2 separate regions of the Oncorhynchus mykiss genome follow, and region 2 is linked to region 1. A link is a contact called in public Hi-C data. All regions are on one chromosome and are shown on one strand. The core of a region is the stretch at or near the end of the contact, and the rest is flanking DNA. Distances in the headings are between cores, read along the strand shown. Region 1 holds the start of adam10a (disintegrin and metalloproteinase domain-containing protein 10). Region 2 overlaps adam10a (disintegrin and metalloproteinase domain-containing protein 10).

Region 1 (7,055 bases), core at 2,968-5,467:
TCTGGGAGGAGATCCCTCAGGAGACCATCTGCCACCTCATCAGGAGCATGCCCAGGCGTTGTAGGGAGGTCATACAGGCACATGGAGGCCACACACACTGCTGAGCCTCATTTTGACTTGTTTTAAGGACATTACATCAAAGTTGGATCCGCCTGTAGTGTGGTTTTCCACTTTAATTTTGAGTGTGACTCCAAATCTAGACCTCCATGGGTTGTTCAATTTGATTTCCATTGATAATGTGTGTGATTTTGTTGTCAGCACATTCAACTATGTAAAGAAAAAAGTATTTAATAAGTATATTTCATTTAATTCAGATCTAGGATGTGTTATTTTAGTGTTCCCTTTATTTTTTTTGAGCAGTGTATAACAATGTCAATTGTGGAAACTCATTGAAGTTCTTTGGACATGTGAGGGGAAATATAATCCAGGATTACATATTTTTCCCACAACCCCACATTCTGAAAGGCTTTGCTATGCCTCCCTAACAAGCCACTGTGCATTACCAAAGCACAGGACTCAGTGCAACGCCTGATGGCTCAAACACTTATTCTCCACATACAAGCAAGGCCTTTCGGCAGTCTCTCTCGGAGTCTTGCTGACATCTTATCATCTTCTCTTGGCAAATGCTGTCCAATACATTCAAATGTCAGGGGAAGTCACACGCCCCATATAATGTCTGTGTGAAACAGCAGAATGGGAGATAATGAAGCCAGTGTGTGTAGTGCCACAGCGCTAGTGAAAAGACTGCATCTCAACAAGTGAAGAGAATATGATCCGTTGGAACATAGGGATGTTCCTAGTCAATTAACATGGTTGCCTACTCTACTTCCTCCTTAGAAATTATGGCTTTTGGATCAGTACCAGCTAAAAATGTTTCTCTCAACAAGAACAGATTAGCCAGATCTCCTGCTTTCCCTCTATGAATAATTAATTTCCAACCCTGGAAACATATTTGAGTCAAAAGGGAAGAATCTGTTACCACAAACCCTAACAAATCATTAATATCCACCCATGATTTAAATGTGTACATGACACTGCAACAAAATTTCCCCATGGGGACAATAAAGTAAGTAAGTAATGAATCAAGCCTATGGTTTTAGGACAACATCTCACATTCATTATTAATTTGCGTGTGGCATCTGGCATTGAATTATAGATAACATAATTTGCCTTTCCAGTAAAATGTATAAGATTATACACAGTGTACAAAACATTAGGAACACCTGCTCTTTACATGACATAGAATGACCAGGTGAATCTTGGTGAACGCTATGATCCCTTATTGATGTCACTTGTTAAATCCTCTTAAAATCAGTGTAGATGAAGAGGAGGAGGATTGTGTACCATTCAGAGGGATTTAAGTGCATTTGAGCGGGTTATGGCAGTAGGTGCAGGCACACCGGTTTGAATGTGTCAAGGGTTTTTCATCCTCAACCGTTTCCCGTGTGTATCAAGAATGGTCCACCACCCAAAGGCCTTCCAGTCAACTTGATAACTGTGGGAAGCATCCCTGTGGAATGCTTTCAACACCTTATAGAGTCCATGCAACTCAATATTAGGAGGGTGTTCCTAATGTTTTGTACACTCAGTGTACAATGATCGGAGGCTCTGAGCATATAGCCTAAGCCTAGAGGACATTAATTGCTATAGTGGTGACCAAGTTAATCCCAAACTCTCCCTTTGAACACAAATCTGTGCTTTTAAAATTGCGTTTGGAGTGGACATTGGCGGACTTATCATCTTAGTTTATGAAAGAACATTGTCATGGTCCTTTTAGAGAACTGTTTCCTCAGTAAACATTTCATTTCCAGTCACAGAAGGCAGTGCTGGGTCTGGGTTATATCCTCTTTTCCACAGAAAGCAAACATCATGGTGAACCATCACAGACTCTAGGCGGCATCCTCTCCATTCACACTCTCAGTTGGCAGCAAAAACTCTTAAGGACACACCAGGGAACATGTGCCTCACACAGAGCTCTGCTGCTGCTCTGTTTAGTTCTGCCATCCCTGACATCAAAATTACTATCTGACCCAACATAACATTGGGTGAACCAATTCAATGCTGAAGGCATGGTTTAAAGCATTATTCTTTACACCCTTCAAATGAACCGTGATCAGACACGGTAGGGTAGGTAAAACCTATATGGCGTAACATTGAGTTGATTCACGAATCAAACCACATGAGAAGACTCATCACCATAAGGACAGTTGAAGACAGGGAGGAAGGATGTACTTTTACAGTATTAGAATTTGAGTGCATGTCCCATTCCCTTGTATGGATTGGAGTCATTACTGTACTAAAAGACAAATAGGAAAATGAAAGGTTCAAACTTGGCCATCATGAATAACATAAGTCAACAAACACCCATGATTAATGCAAATGAGTGGGAATATTAGCTCACCGAGGAGAGCCATGAAACATGGTTCATTCTACTTTATCAGCTAATGAGAGTTCAAGTGGAATCAAACAAAATAATTAATTAGGATGATAAATTATGCACTAGTAATTTCAATATGGGGATTTAACAACACAATAACAATTTATGAGGAGCAAATAAAATCCAAGTCCTGATCATTTAAGCAGCCCTTGCCATCTCTGAAACACTAAATCTGCAGTGGAATGTTTCTGTTTCCATCGTTGAACAAACAAACAGGACACCAGTTAGGAGTTGCAGGGGAGCTCAATGCTCAGGGGAACACAAGGCCCACAGCAGCTTCAGGCAGATCAATGACTCACTTTGTGTTCACACACACGAAAAAAACAGACCATCAGAGCAGGTAAAAAAAAAAACAGACCCGGCATATGTCTTTTATCCCATGGCAAACAGGTGAGGGAAATGAAAAATGCATTCGATGTCAGACAGATGAGGCGTATAGTCAACTCAGCGGTAGTCAGACCCAGATGGAGTGGGACCTTAACAGGGCGAAGAATAATGAAGTCAAACATTTGATGCCATGTTTATGAAATAGCCTACATGGGTCAGTAAAAGTATATTCTAATGCACGCTACTACATCACAGGGGACATCCTGTCTATATGTGTCATGTTTTCAGGAGGTCTGAGTGCTGAATGAATTCAAATCAGATTAGAATGATGAAAATACAGATCACTAACTACATGTAGCCTACCATATAAATCAAGTCATGTTTGCATCAGAGCCAGAGAGATCTAGCTAGGCTGTGTAAAATACAAAAAGAAAGAAAGTCAGCGAGTGGGCATATCATGAGAATGACAATTGTAATTTACAGTGTCACAATGTGTGATTAGCCTTTTCATTTCTGTCGAAATAGCTAGAAAATTCTGTACATTAGCATGTAATCACTTTGCCAGCAAACATCTATACAAATGAACTTGCTACTAGACCAGGGGTTCCCAAACGTTTACTGCACAAGACCCTAAATTGACACTAGAATATACAGAGGACCCCATTTGGAAAAAGTATACCCCCCAACGTTAGTGAATGCTGTGTGTTCATATTTACTCAATTTTAGGTCCTGCCGGATGTCCAGAACTATGAAAGTACATTCTAATAGCGTAAGAGGTCTTAGTCGACACAAACCAGTTGTATTCTAAACCGAGTTGAAGACAAAAAAAGTTCTTAATTTGTTTGATAAGATCACTGTCTCAGGGTAACCCATTTCACGTTTGGGAACCACTAACATTACTAGACTCTCAGAACTAATAGTGCGTGACTGAAACTGCAGTGATGAGGACTAGTATGTTGATACTATATAACTTTTAGTAAACATTACATTCTATATAGTTGAGAATGTCTTAAGAAAATTATCCATCACCGTTACATTCTTATTTCACTTGGTGGACCTTTCGTAGGCTCTCTCGATATAGTCCTAGCGGAACCATAAATGTAAAAAATAAAAAACAGGAGCTGGACCCCTCCCAGCTAGGTAACGTTAACGCTGCTAGCCTAGCTCGCTTGCTACCATTTCCTCAATCCGATTAGCGAGCTAGCTAGCGATGAAACACTTTTCTTTCTGTATGAATCAGAATGCCCAAACTTACCTTTAATGGTCCATATGCCATTAAACAGCAAGAATTGAATCAAGACCATATCGATTAAATTCATTGTTAGTACATTGACACCGCGAATGCTTTACTGTTTCGATTTGCACTTCTTAAAGGCGCAGTCTGCGCTCTGTTTATGGCAGTACCTTCACAACCGCCTTTCACCGCTTGTCTCCAACCGCCTGACGTCAAGCGCAGGCAAGTACTAGTAGTCCCTCCTACCTCACTAGCGCAACAAAACTTGTTTACTTTTATTTGATAGGGCCGCTTATATTTGTTGAAAACAATTAAAGTATAATAAATTCAACAGCGACAAGCCAAACCACTTTTCAATATCAAGTTAGCCTACACATTAATTGTATTTATTTATTAGTATCCCATTAGACAACGCCAATGGTGACAGCTAGTCTTTCGACATATAACGAAAGAGACATTACAGACAAAATACTTTTGCATACATTTAAAAACATTAACATGTTTTGAGTGTGTGCAGCTATCAGTTGCACATACATGTTAGCACATTCAAGCAACAAGTATGTCACGTGGGGGAGAGGCGTTGTGCTGTGAGGTGTAGCTTTGTTTTTTGAAAACTGTGACTTTGTTGAATGTGCCTACATAACATGTCCTGGCTACCTACACCTGCCCTTGCTTGTTCTCTGCATTTGCCTCTGCGCTGATCGTCTTTGTTGAGATTCCCTAAAAACAGCCACTTCCATACATCTACAACCAGAGGTGACTGTTTTATAACAGGTTAGGAGAACTTATATAGCAGGTTAGGAGAATTAACGTAGCAGGTTAGAATAATTAGATTAAGGATATGGTTAGGAAAGGGTTAGCGAAAACGCACTCCTTGTAACACCAACTATTGACTGCAAAAAAATGCGTCTCTTATTTCCCATAGACATACTGTACATCAGACATACAGCGTTGATCTTTTCACTGTGTAGCTTCTGCCACTGTGTGGCTAAAAAAAAGCCACTACACTGACTGAACTGGAAACCTCAACTTGTCAGTCTGCTGCTGCTACCAGATACAAGGTGATGAAGACCTACGCACCTCTTCCTTCCCTGTGCACGCACACACATTTTGTGAAGGTATTACTTCAGCCATTAGAATTCTATTCATATAAAAATGAAAATAAATTAACAAGGCAACAGTAAATGTCATTTGCATGAATGATGCAGATTTTCATTTATTAATCAAAATGACGCAGAACAAAACAAATAACACTACAACCACGATCCTCAAAGGCTATGTGCCCTAAACCAAGTCAACTTCCCACAAAGACAGATGGAAAAATAACTACCTAAGTATGGTTCTCAATCAGAGACAACGATAGACAGCTGCCTCTGATTGAGAACTACACCCGGCCAAACACAAAGAAATAGAGAACATAGAAATAAAGAAACTGGAATGCCCACCCTAGTCACACCCTGGCCTAACCAAAATAGAGAATAAAAGCCTCTTTATGGCCAGGGCGTGACACCTCCCTACTCTTCTACATTTGCACACTCTGTACATAGATTTTTCTATTGTGTTATTGACTGTACGTTTGTTTATGTGTAACTCTGTGATGTTGTTTTTGTCGCACTGCTTTGCTTTATCTTGGCCAGGTCGCAGTTGTAAATGAGAACTTGTTCTCAACTGGCCTACCTGGTTAAATAAAGGTGAAATAAAAATTAATAAAATGGCATCTGCTGAGGGATTCCTTCGTGCTGCATCCCCAGTTGCTCTTTCGTCAAACAACATCCAAACAGCAGACGTTTGTGGTACTACTGCTGGTGCTTCTGCTCCATCTGATCCCTCTTATTCCTGTTGCCCTGATGCCTGAGCCAGCTGACTGCTGGGGCTGTCCCTCCCTGCTGCTGAGGTTATTCTTTGAAGAACCTCATCAATCGCTCTGGCATCACTGAAAGCTAACTTCTTAAACCTGGGGTGAAGTGCAGTGGTTTCTGATAGCACGTGATTATATTCCATTCTGTGGAACTTTCTGTCCATTGATGAACGTAGGGTGTCCATCAACACTGTCACATGTCCTGTGGTTACATTTGCTTCTCTCTAGCGGCTGGCTGTGATTCGCTGCAGACCCTTACACAGGAGTATCATTTTTCAGGCTGTCACATAGCTGAAAAGAGAGAACAGTAACTTATTAGTTCAGGTTCATGTTTTGTCTACTGATACTACATTCTCATCTACTGCTCATATACATATATAATACTGGATTAAATAATGATGTAGTAATAACTGCTTACTGTACCTCTCTCCACTGATCTCCACAGTGACCTGCCAAAGGGTTCCAGGACTCTGCACACTGCCTCCACCACCTCCCATTCATCTTGGGTCAGAGCATCAACAGGTGCACATGTCTACCCTGACAATGGCCAGGTTAGAGATGATGGCATCCTTTGACTCAAGAAACCGCTTCAACATATAAAATGTTGAATTCCACCTTGTTGTGCAGTCTTGTTTAGGCCTCAGCTCAGGCAATCCCATCTGGCTTTGTGTAAACTTTAGTTTTTCAGTACCTACTGTGCTCCAGTGGAAGTATTCCACAGATGCTTTCACTTTGTCCACACTTTGTCCGTCACCTTCAGAGCATCTCTTACAATCAGGTTGATTGTGTGGGCAAGACATGGATGATGGGTACATTTAAACATTTTCATGGCTTTGGTTATGTTAGCTGCATTGTCGCTAACACAACATACCACTTTTCCATATACTTGCCATTCCCTGGCCACTCTAAACAGTTCCTCTCAACAGTTCTCTGAGGTGTGTCTGTCGCTGAACTCAAAGCAGTCCAGAAGACAGCTAGACATCGAAAAATCTTCAATTAAGTGACATGTAACCGACATGTAAGAAGTGGTTACCCTTGATGTCCAGCAGTCAGTGGTAAGGCAAACAGCAGTAGCTTTTTGGACTCTTTCCCGCACTGACGCCTGTGTGCTCTCGTAAAGTTGTGGAATAAGTGATTTTGAAAGGGTTTTCCGGCTTGGAATTGTATACATTCGATTTAGACTATTGCTATCATTTCTA
Region 2 (7,055 bases), core at 1,828-4,327, 88 kb before region 1:
TACAGTACATGTATGCATCTCATTTAGTCTACACCAATCAGCACTCTTACATCCATCACAACCAGAGCCACCACAACATACTGGTATAGAAATGGACTCCAAATGGCTTCCCGAGTGGTGTAGCAGTCTACGCCACTGCAACGCAGTATTGAGGCATCTCTACAGCCTGGGGTTCGATCCCAGGCTGTATCACAGCCAGCCATGACCGGGAGTCCCATAGGAAGGCACACAATTGGCCCAGTGTAATCTGTGTTAGGGGAGGGTTTTGCTCATCGCGCTCTAGCAACTCCTTGTGGTGGGCTGTGCGCCTGCAAGCTGACTTCAGTTGAACGTTGTTTCCTCCGACACATTTGTGTGGCTGGCTTCCAGGTTAAGCGAGCGGGAGTTAAGAAGCAGTGCGGCATGGCGGGTCATGTTTGGATGACGTATGACTCGACCTTCGCCCTTCATGATATTGAATATCATGAAATTGTGGAGAAAAAAGGGGCGAAAAAAAATACAAATTTTATTACAAGAAGATAAGATTTAAAATATATATATACATATAAAGACATAAAGACATAAAGACATAACACTCAGTACACAGTCCTATTCTTCAAAGTCCTTATAGGCATCATTTAGACGTATTGTGAGTGAGACTTAGTCCTCGTGAGTGGTTAGTCCTCAAAGCCCTCAGGCTGAGTCTGGCAGTGCTGGGAGGACATGGCGCAGCAGAGCTGCTGTTATAAGCCTCCCAAATTAACCTGTCGGTCACCAGCCTGCATGACGGGAGCAGAAATGCCACCGCCACAAGCCAACGGGCATGTCACTCTGTCTGCCAGCGACAGCAACGCTTTCACCTCCTTTTATCACACACCGGCACACAGGAACACACACACTCTCCCCAAGGAAATTCAAGGAACATACACACTCAGATCCCAGAAACACAGTCCTAAAGAACACACATTGCTGTAATGAGAACACAGTGCCGACAAATACACCTCGAAACGCACTCAGTCCCAAAGAACACAAACTCAGACCCAACAAAAGCACTCACACACACACACACACACACACACACACACACACACACACACACAGCTCTGCGACATACAAGTAAACAATACACTCAGCCAGCGTTTCACACTCCCTCAACCTTCATAACCTGCTCTCCTCAGACAAATTTGTACAAACAGACATTTTAATTCACACTCTTCGATGGCAGAAAAGTGGTAAAGGAATTATTTTGGCACATTATTTTATTTATATTTCGCTTTTTTATTCAAAGTCAAGATAAGTGCTGCAGGATCAGAATGGTGTTCCTTAAAGCCTGGCCCCACTTACAGCACGATTGACTGACCGCAGTTCATTTGCATTCTGCTTTGCATATCATATGATGAGTCAACACAAAGCGCCACTAGTGGGCAGTCAGGTCAACCGGTTGGAGGGGGAGAGAGTGGGCTCAGGGTCAACCTGTCCCCCGTTGTCAATTGAGGAGAATGGCTCTGTACTGTACTGGACCAGAAAAGTTCTGCCCTGACAATGTGTTCTCTATTTCCAGACAGAAAGCTGTCATTGTCCCTGCAGTGAATGCCCTCTCATTCAGATGCTAATCAAAAGGCCTTTGCGAACAAGAAGCGAAGAAAGGCAAAGTTGTGAAAGCCGGTGGAAATGGGAGTCACAGAGTCAGTCACGCCTTTTCATTCTTCATTCCATCCCTCCACCATTTGTCCTTCCTCTCGCTCACCAACCCCGGCTTCAACAGGAAAGAGAATTCTAAAATTAGGTGCCACAGTTTCTTCAAGGAAAAAAGCCTCCGCCACAAAATGAACCTGTTTGAAGAGTATTTGAAGTGTGTCTTTGATGTCTGAAAACATCCAAGTGCAGACAGGATATCTGTGAGGAGAGACTCATTAATGGGTTGATAAAGACACATTCTCAGGAACAGCAGTTTGACTAAAACAACTGCTGAAACCTGAATGTTACACTGAATGGGATGCAGCGGCAGGTAGCCTAGTGGTTAGAGCTTTGGGCCAGTTACCGAAAGGTCGCTGGTTCAAATCCCCGACCCAACAAGGATGAAAAATCTGACAATGTGCCCATCAGCAAGCCACTTAACCCTAATTACTTCTGTAAGTCGCTCTGGGTAAGAGCATCTGCTAAATGACAAAAACGTAAATGGAATGAAGTTCTCAAACAAGTTTAATGGAAGATTGTCTTTATCCAGTCCCCTTGTATCAATATGGATTTGATACGTCATTGTGTCATAGGAATGTAGCCAAAGTCAGATTAATAAATGACTCAACTATGTGTTAATGTACTGCTGATAACATGACACGCTATGCAAATATAAATATGATGCACCACAAGGAGGCAGTGTGGAGCATGTTAACCCATAATGGGGCCTGGTGGCACAAATGAGGTAAGAGTGTCTTTATAAGAGAGCTGCCATCAGTGCTATGACCGGACTTCACACGGCAGCATGACTTGACAGAAAATCGCTGTTTGGGGTATCGGCATTCACTTCATAGAGTAGTGAAGGAAAAAAATATGAAATGGGGCCCTTCATGTAATGTCTCAGGCAATATGATCTGCTAAGGAAAGAAGAAGAAAAATGTGACGAGCACAAATAATAGGTAGGGCATAACTACCTCAAATCCGGTACTGTGGCAGTCACCAAGCCCTGCAGTACTATTGAGGGGTTCAGGTGACAGCCTGTTATTGGATGACACTGAGACAGAGAAAGGGAAGAGGAACAAAAAGGTTCTGTTCACACCCTCAGATAAACAGACAGAAAGAGAGGGATGGGAGGAGGAATAGTGTGAGAGCTTTCTTGACACCTCATACATACATAGAAAATGAAAAGGGAAAGGAGAAAGAGAGAGTAGGCCTACATTGTGGAGACAAAGCGTGAGAGAAAGGTTCTCTGATTGCAGGCTCATGCTGGGCTGGGTGTGCCTGTGTGTCAACAGGCAGGCTGGCTGTGAATCAGACCCATCTGAGGAAAAGAGGGCCAAGTAACACAGGGTGGGCCTCCACGCTGATTCCTCCCTGCCTGCCTGAGGGGGCTGCTCTCTGGCCTGTACTGGGATGGGAGTGGGGTCACTGGAACTTAGCCCACACCCACACCTCAGATCAACCTGGAATTGGTGGGCTGGTTGCTAAGGAAGATCACTCACTCCCTGGCACTGGAATTGGTGTCTCATCCTGACTCCACATCAATCATCAGGGCTCAGCCTAACCCAAACCCCTGTGTGTGTGTGTGTGTGTGTGTGTGTGTGTGTGTGTGTCTTGCCGCAGTGTCCCAGTGCAACCTTCCTCAGCTCTCCTTCCTCTGGCTCAGACTCATTCCACAGTTCATCTGACATGACCTTAACTTGACCTTATTCCTGGCTAAATGCCCAATGTAAACTCCCCTTGGATAGACCTCTCCTCTGACAGCTCTGCATTGTAATTGAACCGTAGACCTCCACTCTGCTCAGTATGCACTCCACAGCCTTGAAGACCTTACCTCCAATCCTAGAGAAACCTGTCCTGTCCCACCCCCCATCCTTCAGCCCATTTAGGCACACATCCATCCATCCATCATCGTCCATATCGCTGCTCTCAAGAAATACCTACAGCAGAGAATCGCCTTTCAGTGTCACTACCTAAAGTCCCTGTCCTGTCACAGTGACGCCTACTGTTCTCTATGATAGGGTGGGATGTGTATGTAGCAGAGGTGGAAAGAGAAAAGCTGGGACAGACGAGCCAGCATGGATTAGTCATTGCTGTCAGTGGCTGAACACAACTGTAATTAAAAAGAGCACAGCCATGGTAAAGCTATTTAGAGCTGCTACAGCCAATTCAATCCATTTCATGCTCATGGCAGAAAAAATGGCTTTTCAAAGCGAATAACACTGACAATACTGTGGTGTTAACAAGCCATCCACTGTGTATCCAATAATAACCATATTTGCCTGCACAAAATGTGTGTTATTTGGAACAAAATTGTATTCCAACTGCTGAATAGGATAATGAACCCCTAATTTCTAAAGCTAGATCCCTAAAAAATGATCAACACTTATACGCACACCCAGAGTCATACTGTATATGGCCAATATTGTCTGAATCAATATAGCAAAAGCATTAAAGAACATGTCCTTTAAGTCTATAAAATATGGCTGTCATTAATGTAATAGGTAGAACTCATTTTAGTGCTGTGATGTTGGCACCATTACTTCAGCAGGACTGCAGGGTGACTGGTAGAGGAGAGCAGTGAATCAAGTATACTCACTGATGTCCCCCTCGTGGTAGATGACTGAGTGGTAGGGCACGTCCTTGTCTCTGAGGTACCTCTCCGAGGGCTCCACGTAGTACATGCCCTGGTGGGTCTGGATGAAGCCTTCAAACCTGCCGTCCACCACCGAGCCGTGGGTCAAAGTGCCCTTCTCACCTGGACGAGAAAGACAAGGTCAGGAAGGGTGGTCAACTCCACTCTAGTCAGTTGGGGTTAGGAAGAAAGTCAATGCTCAACGTGTGAGAGAAACACTCAAAACATACAGACCAATGCAAGCTGACAAACAGAACATCATGCGGACACACACACACACAGCTCTAGACATTGAGCAGATGGTAGACCGTGAGCTGTTCCTGGGGGGAATACCGTCTTGGACAGAGTCAGGGTGGAACGAAACATATCCCGGTCTGTCTGGATCATAAAGACTCATCCCTGCTCCCCTCATCTGACCTTGAAATCAGACAAATAATGACTAGTAATAAGAGCTTGGACTCTGGTTAGTGTCAGGGAAAACCAAATAATAGTTTCTTACGCAAAAGGCACAACTAAAGCTTGAAGAATCAAGGAACCAGTGAGAAAGAAGGATAAAGGGAGTAAGAGGGAATAAAACAAAACGCTGTCAGGGCATAGCAGAGTCTATTAAACATCATCCGCCTTTGAACCAGACAGAGAAAGTCTGGCCGACGAAAAGGAATGGTTTTTAATTCAGTGTTTGTCAAGAGCAAGCACCTTGAAAAACCTTTTCCATCAGCAGCTATGCAGGTTGGAAGAAAAACTATAACTCCCAATTAAACCTGTGTTATAAAAAATGCAGACTCTGGAGGGCTATAATTGAAAAGGACAGATGACTGGCAACTCAATGGGAGAAGATAACTAAATCAGGGAGAGAATAAGACTTGTTTTCCTCAGGATAGGGAAGCCCAACTTCATTTTATCTGCTGCTCTCCTCAGTTCTGTATTGGTTGCGAAAATGTTGGAGCGTTTGTCTCATAGCTATCCTGAGGGACCATTGCAGTTTAGCGTAGACAGAGAAACACAGCCAACCAGCCAGCCAGCCTCTCTCCATAGTTAGGTTTCTGTTTCCAGAGGAAAGAGGCCCAGTAGGCCCGCTGGGGGCCGTCTGCTCTGCTCTCCTGCTGGAGATAACGAGAGCAGCAGAACACACAGCTGTCCCATGGAGCATCCAGCTCTTTCTCCCTAAATATCTGTCTGTGCTCCAAGGGCCCAGAGTCCTCTCTGGTTTTTTCAGGCCCTAGCCATGCAGTTTGTCAGAAAACACTGGGACACTAACTGGTATTTGTAGCAGTTTTGATACTGAAAGTGAGAAAAACAGAACGTGCTTTCCATTAATGCTACTGCTGTACATTAGGCACATATTAGATTAGAGTAATAGGAAACCACAGTCAATAACCGAGGTGCTTGCTCAAAATAATACTGTACTGTAAACTAGATTACCACCATCTAAACAAAATCAGCAGGATACTAGAGAAAGGAATGTTGAGCTATGCTGAGACCATTCATTGACAGTAATAACTGTCACATTAGATGACTTCATGTGTCATTTCTGCTGTCCCATTTTCTTCATAATAATACATGAATAATACTTTCCCCACGGACAGCTTGGAGATCAGAGCGAGGACCAATTTAATCTGTTGTTTTATACTGGGCAGCTCTTGGTAACATTAAAGAGGGCCCTATGGTTTTGATATAATTTCAGGGACAGATTCCCCCTTCTGATCTCCAGAAGGCACAGCGCATTTTCCCAGAGAGGAAGCCCTTTATCTGGGCATGAAAGGCCAGTGCAGAGGGGTTAGACCCATCCTCTGTGCACATATGGATCAAGTCTGATTATTGTGCCAAGGAGTGCTCAGAACTCAGACACGGATACCCTCACAGCCTCAGCAAAGGGAGTACTAAAAATTCCTAGTTTAAGTCAGGAGAATACGGCGCTTCCCAAGGGCAACTGACAAGACTTTTGTATCAGAGAAGGAGAGAATAGAACACGCAACACTAATGAGAGCTGGGTTAATGTGGCCGTATAGACAGTGGGAATTGAATATTCTTTACCCTTGTACCTAATCAGAAACCCTACTGCAGTCCAGATACAAGCAGCTTCACTCCAATTATGGGAATTCCAGTAGACTGGGACCAAGGTAACCACCTAATTTAGTTCATGAAAATGCCTGGTCCCCAAAGTGCTAAGTGGGCTAATGTGAAGTAAGGAGAGTGGAGTCTGCTGGTCTTTATGAGGGGCAAATGAGAAAATGAATGTATAGGCCTATCTGATCACACATAATAGAGAGGTCTGGGCTCTCTACTAGCTCACAGTACTTCACTAGATGGGTTCTTCTCCCATCCCAGTACAGACAGCTATTAGCTACAGGTGGAGGAGAAAGGGACTCAAGGGAGAATGGAACTTGGGATATGACCTATTTACCTCCAGTTCATGGTTCTTCGATTATCAGGCAGAGGCCAACTGATGAGCAACTGCATTTAACACAACGCCGGAGATGTACAGTGCCTTCAGAAAGCATTCACCTCCTGGACCTTTTCCTCGTTTGGTTGAGTTACAGCCTGAATTTAAATTTGATTAAATTTATATTTTTGGGTCACTGGCCTACACACAATACCCCATAATGTAAAAGTGGAATTACATTTTTTAAAAAGGTTTGTTTATTAATTAAAAATGAAACCCTGAAATGTCAATAAGTATTCAACCTCTGTCATGCCAAGCCTAAATAAGTTCAGGAGTAAACATTTGCTTAACAAGTCACATAATAAGTTGCATGAACCAACT

Evidence for each region. Hi-C and Micro-C count contacts between places; a contact is called where the count stands out from the background.
Region 2: a Hi-C map of liver shows a contact between it and region 1, with 9 times the contacts expected there. A contact is called at or near these places in 3 of 3 Hi-C or Micro-C datasets (blood and liver).

Annotation. Positions count from the first base shown.
Region 1 is chr6:68,004,190-68,011,244 of USDA_OmykA_1.1, reverse strand. It overlaps adam10a (disintegrin and metalloproteinase domain-containing protein 10), which reads right to left and starts at 4,217. Exons shown (of 16, transcript XM_021607380.2): 1 at 4,020-4,217. The coding sequence starts at 4,083.
Region 2 is chr6:68,090,608-68,097,662 of USDA_OmykA_1.1, reverse strand. It overlaps adam10a (disintegrin and metalloproteinase domain-containing protein 10), which reads right to left. Exons shown (of 16, transcript XM_021607380.2): 4 at 4,256-4,414. Among protein-coding and RNA genes, the nearest start is that of trnar-acg, 26 kb to the left of the region's middle.